Linked DNA regions of Mus musculus: region 2 is linked to region 1. The links are chromatin contacts, called in public HiChIP or PLAC-seq maps. All regions are on one chromosome and are shown on one strand. The core of a region is the stretch at or near the end of the contact, and the rest is flanking DNA. Distances in the headings are between cores, read along the strand shown. Region 1 overlaps Cacna1d (calcium channel, voltage-dependent, L type, alpha 1D subunit). Region 2 has its middle 31 kb from the start of 4831407H17Rik.

Evidence for each region. HiChIP or PLAC-seq counts read pairs in DNA pulled down with a chosen protein or histone mark.
Region 2: an H3K27ac HiChIP or PLAC-seq map of extraembryonic endoderm stem cells shows a contact between it and region 1. The contact joins two enhancer-like sites. A contact is called at or near these places in 1 of 484 Hi-C or Micro-C datasets (bone marrow-derived macrophages), 4 of 115 datasets of contacts at active chromatin or transcription factors (T-cell acute lymphoblastic leukemia, embryonic stem cells and extraembryonic endoderm stem cells) and 2 of 9 other capture datasets (adipose tissue and liver).

Annotation. Positions count from the first base shown.
Region 1 is chr14:30,101,623-30,106,669 of GRCm38.p6, forward strand. It overlaps Cacna1d (calcium channel, voltage-dependent, L type, alpha 1D subunit), which reads right to left. Exons shown (of 47, transcript NM_001083616.2): 22 at 3,867-3,973; 23 at 2,042-2,129; 24 at 723-830; 25 at 589-641. Among named protein-coding and RNA genes, the nearest start is that of Gm52106, 31 kb to the left of the region's middle. Within about 2 kb of position 2,834, at least 33 of the 459 cell types and tissues checked have an H3K27ac peak or open chromatin away from gene starts, as enhancers often do. A contact at or near this core is called in extraembryonic endoderm stem cells, where this site is marked.
Region 2 is chr14:30,424,193-30,429,239 of GRCm38.p6, forward strand. It overlaps a transcript of Cacna1d not described here. Among named protein-coding and RNA genes, the nearest start is that of 4831407H17Rik, 31 kb to the right of the region's middle. Within about 2 kb of position 2,004, at least 10 of the 459 cell types and tissues checked have an H3K27ac peak or open chromatin away from gene starts, as enhancers often do. A contact at or near this core is called in extraembryonic endoderm stem cells, where this site is marked.

The DNA of each region.
Region 1 (5,047 bases), core at 1,584-4,083:
ATAAGCTCTGGGTAACGTATGCATGGACTGGGAAAATTCCACGTTTGCCGAGCATCTTGAATTATGATATGCAAACATTTCTTGCTGCTTCTCCTTTGTTGACGGTTGTGAAGAGAAATGTGCCATAATATGGGTAAGAATCAAAATAGGACCAGGGAGCAAAGACTGCCAAGTCTTCCAGAAGAGGGCAGCCCACTCCTGAGCCCTGGGAGTGGAGCTGCAAGTTTGACTTGGGAGAGTACCGTTCACGTTCCTCAGATACTGGGTGGCCCTCAGTCACTTATTTCAGGGCTCCTTCCCCCAGCAGACAGGCTCCATACTAAGGAGTTAGAGCCACCTACATTCTTTTGGGATGATAAAAATGTTTCAAACCTTGAGAGAGGCCCTGACTAAACAATGACTGACCACACTGAATAGACGTGATTTTTACTTTACTTGAGTTTTGCCTAGACTTGAAAATATAAACAAATGACAGAAGACCAAGCGCCATCCTTCCAGGCCTGAGCTCAGGGGATAGGCCTTGACAGAAACCTCTGAAATGCTAAGCTGACTGGATCCAATTCCCTAGGCTGCTCTTGGGAAACCCACCTGCACTCCTCAGGGTTACTTTTGGCTTCATCTGTGCAACGGTAGAACTTCCCCTAGATACCAAGCAGACAGAACGTCAATACAGGCTCTCCTTACGGAACCCAACTCCCGCCCTGGGCGAGACACACACCTACCTTGAACAGCTGGACCCCAATGCATGCAAACATGAACTGGAGCAGGGTCGTGACGATCATGATGTTGCCAATGGTTCGGATGGCCACAAAGACACACTGGACCACGTGCTGGGGAAGGAACACACACAGAGGATGGGGGGCTGCTATTCTCTCCCCTGGTTTTAGCCGTGAGGTGAGTTAACACCAGGCCAGGGCCTCTACGTCAAGACGCACTTTGAGCTGAATTTCTAACTGTCCTAACCTCATGCTCTGTTTTCCTGGTAATCCACGGTGCGAGAATTGTGGTCAATTGGACGTGCACGTTTTTATCAATCTTGTATTGCACCTATCCACTCCATGTGTGTGCACTGTGCACGGGTGAGTGTGGAACCAGAGGACATCCAGAAGCTGCTGCTCTCTTCCACACGAGGTCCATGGACTGGACTCAGGTCGTGAGGCTTAGTGGCAAGCGCCTTAACCTGCTGAGCCCCCAAAACACCTTTCTTGGGCTTCCTCCAAAGAAGTTGGTTTAGTTGAAAGAAACCCCTCCTGCTCATAGGCTCCCCATCCCAGAAAGACTTTACAGAAATGTAAACCTTCCAGCCTGGTGTGTACTCCACATGAGAACATTTACAACTTAAACACAAGAAAAAGTATTGAGAAAGAAGTACCCAATAATTACTGTAATTATAAAAACTAATATCTCCAATTAACAAAAAAAAAGTAATTTCTGGTGTGTGTGTGTGTGTATGTGTGTGTGTGTGTGTGTGTGTGTGTGTGTGTGTGTTGTGTGTGTGTGTGTGTGTGTGTGTGTGTGGTGTGTGTGTGGTGTGTGTGTGTGTGTGTGTAGCAGTACATGTTATGTGGGTACATGCTCCCACAAACACACCTGTTCTTTGAGGAAAGCAGAAGAGGATATTGCATGTCCTCCTATATCAGTCTTGACTTTAGACTCTTAAGATGGAGGCTCTCACGGAACCCAGAGCAAGAACAGCCACCAGGAAGCACCTTCCTGTCTCAGGCACCTCACACATAGTGCTGGGTTTTCCAGTGTGTGAGAACACGCATGGCTTTTTACACAGGCTCTGGGAGCTGACTCAGCTCCGAACAAATGCTCGTGCTCGCGCTAAGGCTCAGCAAGTGTTCTTACCTACTGAGTCTTTTGTCTTTCATCTTTAGAATGATGGTATGTGGCAGAAGCAGCCTTTTTGGTTTTTCTTTTGGTGGAATTGTTCCACTCTGAAACCCAGCAGGCCTCAGTTCACCTCCAGACAAGAACAGTTAGTAACTGCAGCCATCCCCAACCCAAGACAGCCCCACTCAACAGAGAGGGTCAATACCTTAAGTCCCTTTGCTCTGTTGATTGCTCTGAGAGGCCGCAAGACCCTCAAAACCCTCAGAATCTTCACAACGGAGATGGCGCTGGACCTAAGGAGGGACAAAGCAAGCAAGCGGCTGAGTTACAGCTGGTTAGGAGCCCGGAGAGCAGTTGCTTAATGTGATCATCTCTTAAAGACACTTCACAACTGTGTGGAGTCTCTCTACTCCTTTATGCCATAAAGCGGGCCTCCTGCCTCCTGTGGGACCTGACAGAGCCCCTATTTTAGGCTTACAGTTGCCTTTTTGGAGAAATTTTCAAACTTTGTTATGTTCATGTAAACACTAGGTTCCTGACTTCTAGATTTTCGTGTTTAAGTCTGGGGAACCGTGCTTTGGTACCAGAGCTTTTCTGGCCTTCAAGTAGCTACATCCGGTAGGAGGGGTGAGCACGCACACCTGGGGGTGGGGGTGGGGAATTGCAGTATGCTCCTCCAAGGTGGGGAAGATATGGTGTGACCACAGGGGCAGATGAGAAGGCCTCTCAGGGAGGTGGTGCCAAGTGAGTCCCAAGGGAGCAGAGAGTTAGCTGACAGAGGGGGGCAGCAGCAGTGCATACTGAGGCAGCTGAGCCTCAGCACCCCAGATGTAGGGGTGTGGCTGGAGCACAGGCCTTGGGGATGGGGGAGTGTGCAAAGAAGAGAAGCCAGAAAGAGTGTGGACAGCTCAGAGCCGTGAAGAGACTAGTCTGGAGTTTCTACCGGGAAATGAGCTCAGAGCTTAGGTTCCCAGGCATCGGCCAGAGGGACAATGTCAGGCTGGACTCTGACTGGGTAAACAGAAGGACTGGCATCAGATAAACAAAACCCTAAACTTAGCACTCCTCAGGAGCGGGCTTTAGTCAGTCAGGAAAAGCTGCTACTTCCTTTATCTGTCCCCATGGTCAACAGACAATGGGCATGTAGCTGCTGACTTACCTGACCAGCCTATAACAGAACAAAGCCCCTTGCTAACTCTCAGGCTGTCCTTGCCCGAACCCACCCTCCTATCACTACCTGTCCCCACAAAGCTGACAAGGCTTTTCCTGCAGCCCGATGTTCTCTGCCCCTCGGCCTGACCCCCTGACCACCTCAGATACAGCCTAGGAGTTTGATTCCCAAATAAACTGTCTTTCTTCCCACAGAGTGGCCTAGTTCTGTGGTTTCCCAGTGCCTGGCTTACATTTCTCTTCAGGTTCCTAGAGCTAAGGGGCTGTGTACACGTGTGCACACATGGGACAGCTCGGGAGCACAGAAGCTCACAGGCCAGCAGAAAGTGAAATGAGGCCACAGAAGACACAAACTCGGGTGACTGCCCCGGGTACTGCACAGGGTAAAAAGGCAGTGTTCAGCTTCACCAGAGACTCTTAAGTGTCCCCAAGGTCACCGCAGCTGTCTATCCTGCAAGCACAGGGAGAGGAAGGGATCCCAAGAGACCACCAAGGCCAAGCTTTGCCTGCAGTGAAGGAAAACTGCCACCCTGAGAAAGGATGCTCGAAGTCTTGGACCAGGCCTGAGAAGAACCCTATTTGTCCTCTACTAGTCAAACTGTCTTTCTTTCATCTGCTGTTGAAAGCTAATTCTGAAGAGAATCATAAACTCAACCTAGCAGTAGGCATAAGGAAAAAGAAAAAAAAAAAAAGAAAACAGAAAAGGAAAACAGAAATAGGAAAATACAAATGGCCCCAGCTCTTTCTGGCCCAGGGCAAATTAAGCCGTTCTGGCTGTAATCAGCAGACAGTGCCCAGCCTGAGCAAATTAGGTCTAAGTTCCCTATGTAAACTCACTCTACGGACACATAAATACTTACTGAATCCCAAAGGACACCAGCGACACCCCAACAACCAGCATGTCCAGCAAATTGAAGTAGTTCCTGCAGAAAGCCCCTTTGTGCAAGAAGGCTCCAAAAGTTGTCATCTGTAAACAGAATCGCGTGGCGTTTATTCTCTCTCCTCCCCTCCAGGGTTCAAAACCAACCGAGCAAAAACCTGGGCTCTTCCCAAACTCTTGGCAGAAGTATGACCTCATTAATGGCTGCACACAAGGAAGACAGATGCACACCAGCAGGGCTGAGTGACTGTGTAACTTCCTTCAGCAGAGATGGAAAGAGGCAGCCAAGTGTAGGCACATTTGTAAAGAGACCAATTCAGAGTTTATTCAAATAGGAACAGAACTCTGGCACGTCCAAAAAGCCTGTGTAGGGAGGGACTGCTCCTGACTATGTTTGTGGGAAGGCCTTCACTGCTTCACACCCGAGCTTACCTATACAGTGCTGGTCTGACGGCTCTAAGGCCACAGAGCACAAACGAGTTTCATTGAACCTTCTCGGTGGGAGCCAGAACTCCTGATGTACTTTCCAGCCTTAGTGGCTTTCACACTCCCAGCTCTGGTTACTCTCTAAGCATTGGCTACAGCAAGCAGGCTGTTGGGTGACATTACGGCCAAGCTAGTCTTGGTCCCACTGAACACCTTGTTTAGCAACAACACACATAGTGAGGTTTCTACTGATGATAGGAAGAGCTCAACAAGGAAGTTCTCTGGTGGGAAAAATACAGTGGGCTGGGCGTGGTGGCACACGCCTTTAATCCCAGCACTCGGGAGGCAGAGGCAGGTGGATTTCTGAGTTCGAGGCCAGCCTGGTCTACAAAGTGAGTTCCAGGACAGCCAGAGCTATACAGAGAAACCCTGTCTTGAAAAGCCATAAAAAAACAAAACAAAAAAACAAAACAAAACAAAACAAAAAAAACCAAAACAGTGGTAAATAGCCCAGGCTTTTATTTGCCAAAGCCCAGAGTGAGTAACAGTTCAAACAGGCAGACAGAAAAGCAGAAACTCAATCAACCAGGCTAATGGCTCTATGGAACACATTCCCTAATTCAGCTTGAGGGAGAGGCAGCAAATGGCAAAAACCAAGAACCTGGAGCAGGGACTTGGCGCATTTTGTGCTGGTTTTTTTACCACGTAAGCCTTGGCCACTGCTCTGCTCAGCCC
Region 2 (5,047 bases), core at 754-3,253, 320 kb after region 1:
AAAAAAATAAAGCAGATGACTAAGAAAAAAAAAAGTAGTAGTTCTTTGGAGTGATTCCAATTTCTTTTTGTCAAGATATCAGTGGTCCAGTTCAGTAGTGTCAGGATACTAACAATCTACTTCAAAGGTGTCACCAAACAGGAAATAGCAAGGCAGAACGATCCAGCAGAAACCGCCAAGCCTCCGTCAAATAGGCACATGTCAGTGAGAGAGACCAGGACCAGCAAGAAGGAGTTCTTTGTCATGACTCTCTCAACAAAGTGAAGATCCTCGAAGATCTGGAGATCAGCCAAGAGCTGCACAGCTCCCTCTGCAGGTGTCCCTTCACTGTTGATTGAGTCCTGCTTACACTCCCTCCAAACATCACCTGAGTCTGCATTACATGACACAGCCAGAAATTCCCACTTCAACAAGCCTTATGTGGTTACATGTTACATGTTGCAGTGGCCAGAAACTGCATTACAGCCACATTCAGAATTAGCCTTGAAGGAAGACAGAGCAAGGAAAAAGTCTTTGTAGCAGCTCACTGGGTCTTGCACCTTGTGAAAAAGCAAAAGTAACCTTGAAATGAAACCATTTAAAGGTTTCTGAGCCATGGCCAATAGCCTGACTATTACTCAAGAGTCCGGAAAAAGGCAGTGGCATTTCCTGGCTGGCCTTCCCTTGCCTCAGCAAGTCGGTGACTGTCATCAGCTAGAGGGGTACAATTGTCAAGGGCTCAGATCCCTCAAAATGAAAACCTGAGCCACACAACCAATAAGTGACCAAGGTAGTGGTTGAGGGCGAAAGGAGCTTAGAATGGACAGTGGAGACGGGAAGACATGGGCACCATCTGTGACCCTGACCAAGACACAGAAAGAAGCCCAGTAGTTTGTCCCACTAAGCTGTTTTAATTTTCCCCCTAGAAAGAGAGACTTGGGAGAACTGGGAACAAACATTCCCCAAGAGAGGTGTACAAGAGAGGTGAATTTCTAGCAAGGGGTGGACACTGGCAGCCATATAAATGGATGGCTCATATCTCCTGCTATCGAATATGCAACTGCCCAACAGCCCCACCCAGTGATTAGGTCTTGGGATATCAAGGCAGGCTCATTTGGGTAAGACACAGAACTTCTAGGAAATGAGAGTGAGCAGAGCTCTGTCCCGTGGCCTGGATGAGCCTTTTTTGGAAGAGTACTGCACGCTAGGACTCTTTGTTCCTGGTCCTGCTTCCTTCCTTTCCTCCTCCCACACACGTCACCTGCATCACAGTCTGTGCCTCTGGTTCCCTCTCCCCAAGGAATCTTTTTCCTGTCTAATCCCATCTTGGGAATCTGCTTCCTGGTAGACTCCAAATAGCACAGGCTGCCTTGTGGTTGTGGAGACTCGCTAGGTGAACGAGACACTTTTGTGGCTGGAGAGAATTTTTATCATTACCCACTCTGCCCAAAATAGGTGTCATTATTACCTCCTGCCAGGAGTTGAGTGATTGAGTGGAGTGCACCAGCTCCCGTCTGAAGCACTAGAGATGATGAATGGGCTAAATCTGAGAGCTGTGTTATCAGTTCTCTTTATCCACTCAATTGCCACGGGGTAGACAGCATGAATACCTGCACAATTCCTAGCACACATCACCAGCAGTGCTGGGACTTGGAGAGCTCTTCTGGGTTTCTCCGGAATTAGCCGACTTGAATAAAACATTGGTGGTTTGGGACCTAACCAGAAAAACTAGGCAAGCCCCCTTGTTACAGTAGGGAGGCTCCAAGCTGCAAGTCAGTAAGGCCAGTAAGTGGCAGACCACTCATCTTAACTCCCTACCCAGTGAGGCAAGCGTTGCTCCCAGAGCCACACTAGGCAGCTTATTTTTAATAGCCTCACATATTGCATTCCTGAGACCCTCTGGTCACAGCTGGAGGCTTCTCTGACATACCCTGGAGCGTGAATGAGTGATGGAAAGCAAATAAGCTGTTTCTCTCGGGGACTGAAGACTCTGAAATGGTTAAGTGGGAACTCCATCACCTGCCACTTATTAACAGATTCCTCCAGAATCCTGGAAGCAGTGATAGGTGGCTGAAGCTTTTCAATCGGGGGTGGGGGTGGGGTCGTTTTCAAACATCTAATGACTAATGAGAGCGTCAAAAGTAACAGACAGCAGACAGGGATTGTCACTCCACTGTCTAGAGAAAGAGACTCTAGCGGAGCATGTGCAATCCGGTCCCATGTTTCTAATTTGCTTGCCTGTTCACCTAAACCTCAAAAGCATTGTCTCTAGGCTTATTGTGTACTCTTTAGTATTCACACAATCACATCTGACTGGGAATGTAGCTAGTGCTAGTGTGGGCAAGGCCCTGGCTTTCATCCCCGGCACTACAAATGATAACATCTATTTTTGCTTGCGTGTGGACACCTATTCGGAGTACGCCCATGTGCGTGGAGACCCACGGCTGACATTACCAGGCTTCCTCAGCTGTTCTCCATTCCATTCACTTCACTCCCTCCCTTGAACCCAGAGCTCACTCATCTAACTCGTCTAACTAGCCAACTTGCACCAGGAATCCTGTCTTGTCTTCTGAGTGCTGGAACTGCAGGCAGGCCAGAAGGCCCACCCTACATTTACATAGGGCCTATGTATCTGAACCTGGGCCCTCACGATTGCGTGGCAAGTATTTATCAACGGAACCTGCTCACATCTATCTTATCAACCGAAGCGGAGACGTCAGTGGGTATCGGGTTGAGATGCTCCACCTGATCTCCCTTTCAAAAACAATCTCCTCTGGCAGCAGAGGTCACCCAGGTTAAAGACAGTGGCACTGACAAGGTTATAGCATCTTACTTACTTACTTACACAGTGTACACTCTGTAACCCTCTTTCTCCAACTTGCGACAATCACCAGGTGTGGTCCCGTCACAGATTCTGAACTCCCCACTGGGCCAACTGCGACTTCCATGGTGACTACACTGAAGCTCAGCTTGTTCCCCCACCCCCACCCCCACTCCCAGCTTCCATGGGCTTTTAGCCCCATGGCAATGTATATACTACCTACCTGCAATCTTCAGCTGGTGCCAGCAGTCTTAGAACAGCAGCCTGAGGTTAGCGTGTTGTACCTAGCTAGCCCAGCTGGCGGTGAAGAACCCACAGCTATGTAGGTAATGCAAAGTAACTCAGGAAAACTGAATTGAATACAACAGTGAGAAATAAGGCACTGGCTGCCGTGATAGGCCGAGCAGTAAGAGAAATAAGGACAACACAGTAACAATAAGAACAATGAAATCAGTGGCTATCACTAAACACAGTTGCTCCTGTGGAAAAGATAATAGAAAGCTGAGTGTTCTTAACAACAAATAAAAGCAAGGCTGAACAGCCTCTCCCAAAGCACGTGAAGAGGCGAGCTGGGCTGGCCAGGTGGCTCAGTGAGTACAGATTACACACAGGCCTGACGACTTGAATTTGACCCCAAGATCCCACCAGGTAGCAGGAGAACATGGGCTCCAGGAATTGCCCTCTGACTGGCACGCATGTCACACTCACGCACACATACACTAAATAAATATTCTTTAAAAAAAAAAAGTCCAGAGAGTAAAACCTGGTTCTTAAAAAGAGCAGTTGAATCCCAAATATTGGAGCCATGGTAGGCCTCGCAGTTAGAGTTTCTTCCTAATGTTGTTGTGAAACACCAAGACCAGAAGGAGGTTAGGGAGGGAAGGGTTTATTTTACCTACATTTTCAGATAATGGTTCACCATTGAAAACTGCTAGGATAGGAACTGAAGCAGAGACAGAACCTGGAAGCAGGAGCTGATACAGGACCTTGGAGGGATGTCTGCCGCTTACTGGCTTACTTCTCATGGCTTGCTCAGCCTGCTTTCCTATAGAACCCAGAACCACCAGCCTAGGGATGTGGTACCACCCACAATGGGCTGAGCCTTCCCACATCAATCACTAAGACAACGCCCTAGAGGTTTGCCTACAGCCAGATCTTTTTAACATAGTCTATTTATTTAATTATTTATTTTCTGTGTGTGAGTACACTGCTACTCTCTTCACACACACCAGAAGAAGGAATCAGATCTCATTACAGATGGTTGTGAGCCACCACCATGTGGTTGCTGGGAATTGAACTCAGGACCTCTGGAAGAACAGTCAGTGTTCTTAACTGCTGAGCCATCTCCTCAGCCCTACAGCCAGATCTTACAGAGTCTATTTCTCAGCTGAGATTCCCTCTTCTCAGATGACTTTAGCTAATTTCAAGATGGCATAAAACTAGGCAAAACGGTAGGTTTCCTATGCCAAGACCAAACTCAGGTGGGCAAGAATGGGGCCATGACATACAGGAGATGTGAGTGCTTAAAAATGCTGACGCAGCTACTGCTCCCCACATAACAGAGCTAGTTTCTTCCAGGAAACCATATATGTGTATACACACACACACACACACACACACACACACACCTCAACATGCCCTCTCATCCTCCCCCGTGGCTGCCATGTTAAGTCATAGCATAATCCAGCTATAGCCCAGTCGCAAGGAAACATGAAGACTAAGGGCTCCTTATGTTGAAGCAGCCTGCAGGGAGGGGAGTGATAAGTCAGGAGCAGATGCTGTGGGCTGATGGGGGAAGGAGGTCACACCATACAGGAGCTGAGGGCCTAGCCAGCACATCCTGGCATAAGTGCAGAGAGGATGCAGGGGACTAGGCTCCAAGGGTGCTGGATCAAGTAAAGGAAACATAAGGATGAAGAATGGAGAGTTGACTGCTTCAGGAGGGCTCTCCAGGGATACATGATATAAGTCCCTGGCAGGCATCCCAGGCAATGGGCTGTATTAAGTGAAACAGGCATACAAATAAACCCACAGCAGATGATAGAAAGGGAGATTAAAAGCCTGGGAGATGGAATGTCTACTACAGGGGAACCAGAAAACCTACCAGAGGACTCAGAAAGGCTACACTGCTTCCCAAGCATCTCTCAGAGGCTGGTGGTGGCTGCCCCCCTGGAAGCTTCCACCCTTATCTTACAAGTAGGCCAAGATGCGGAATGCAGATCAATATTGCCTCCAACAGACCTGATG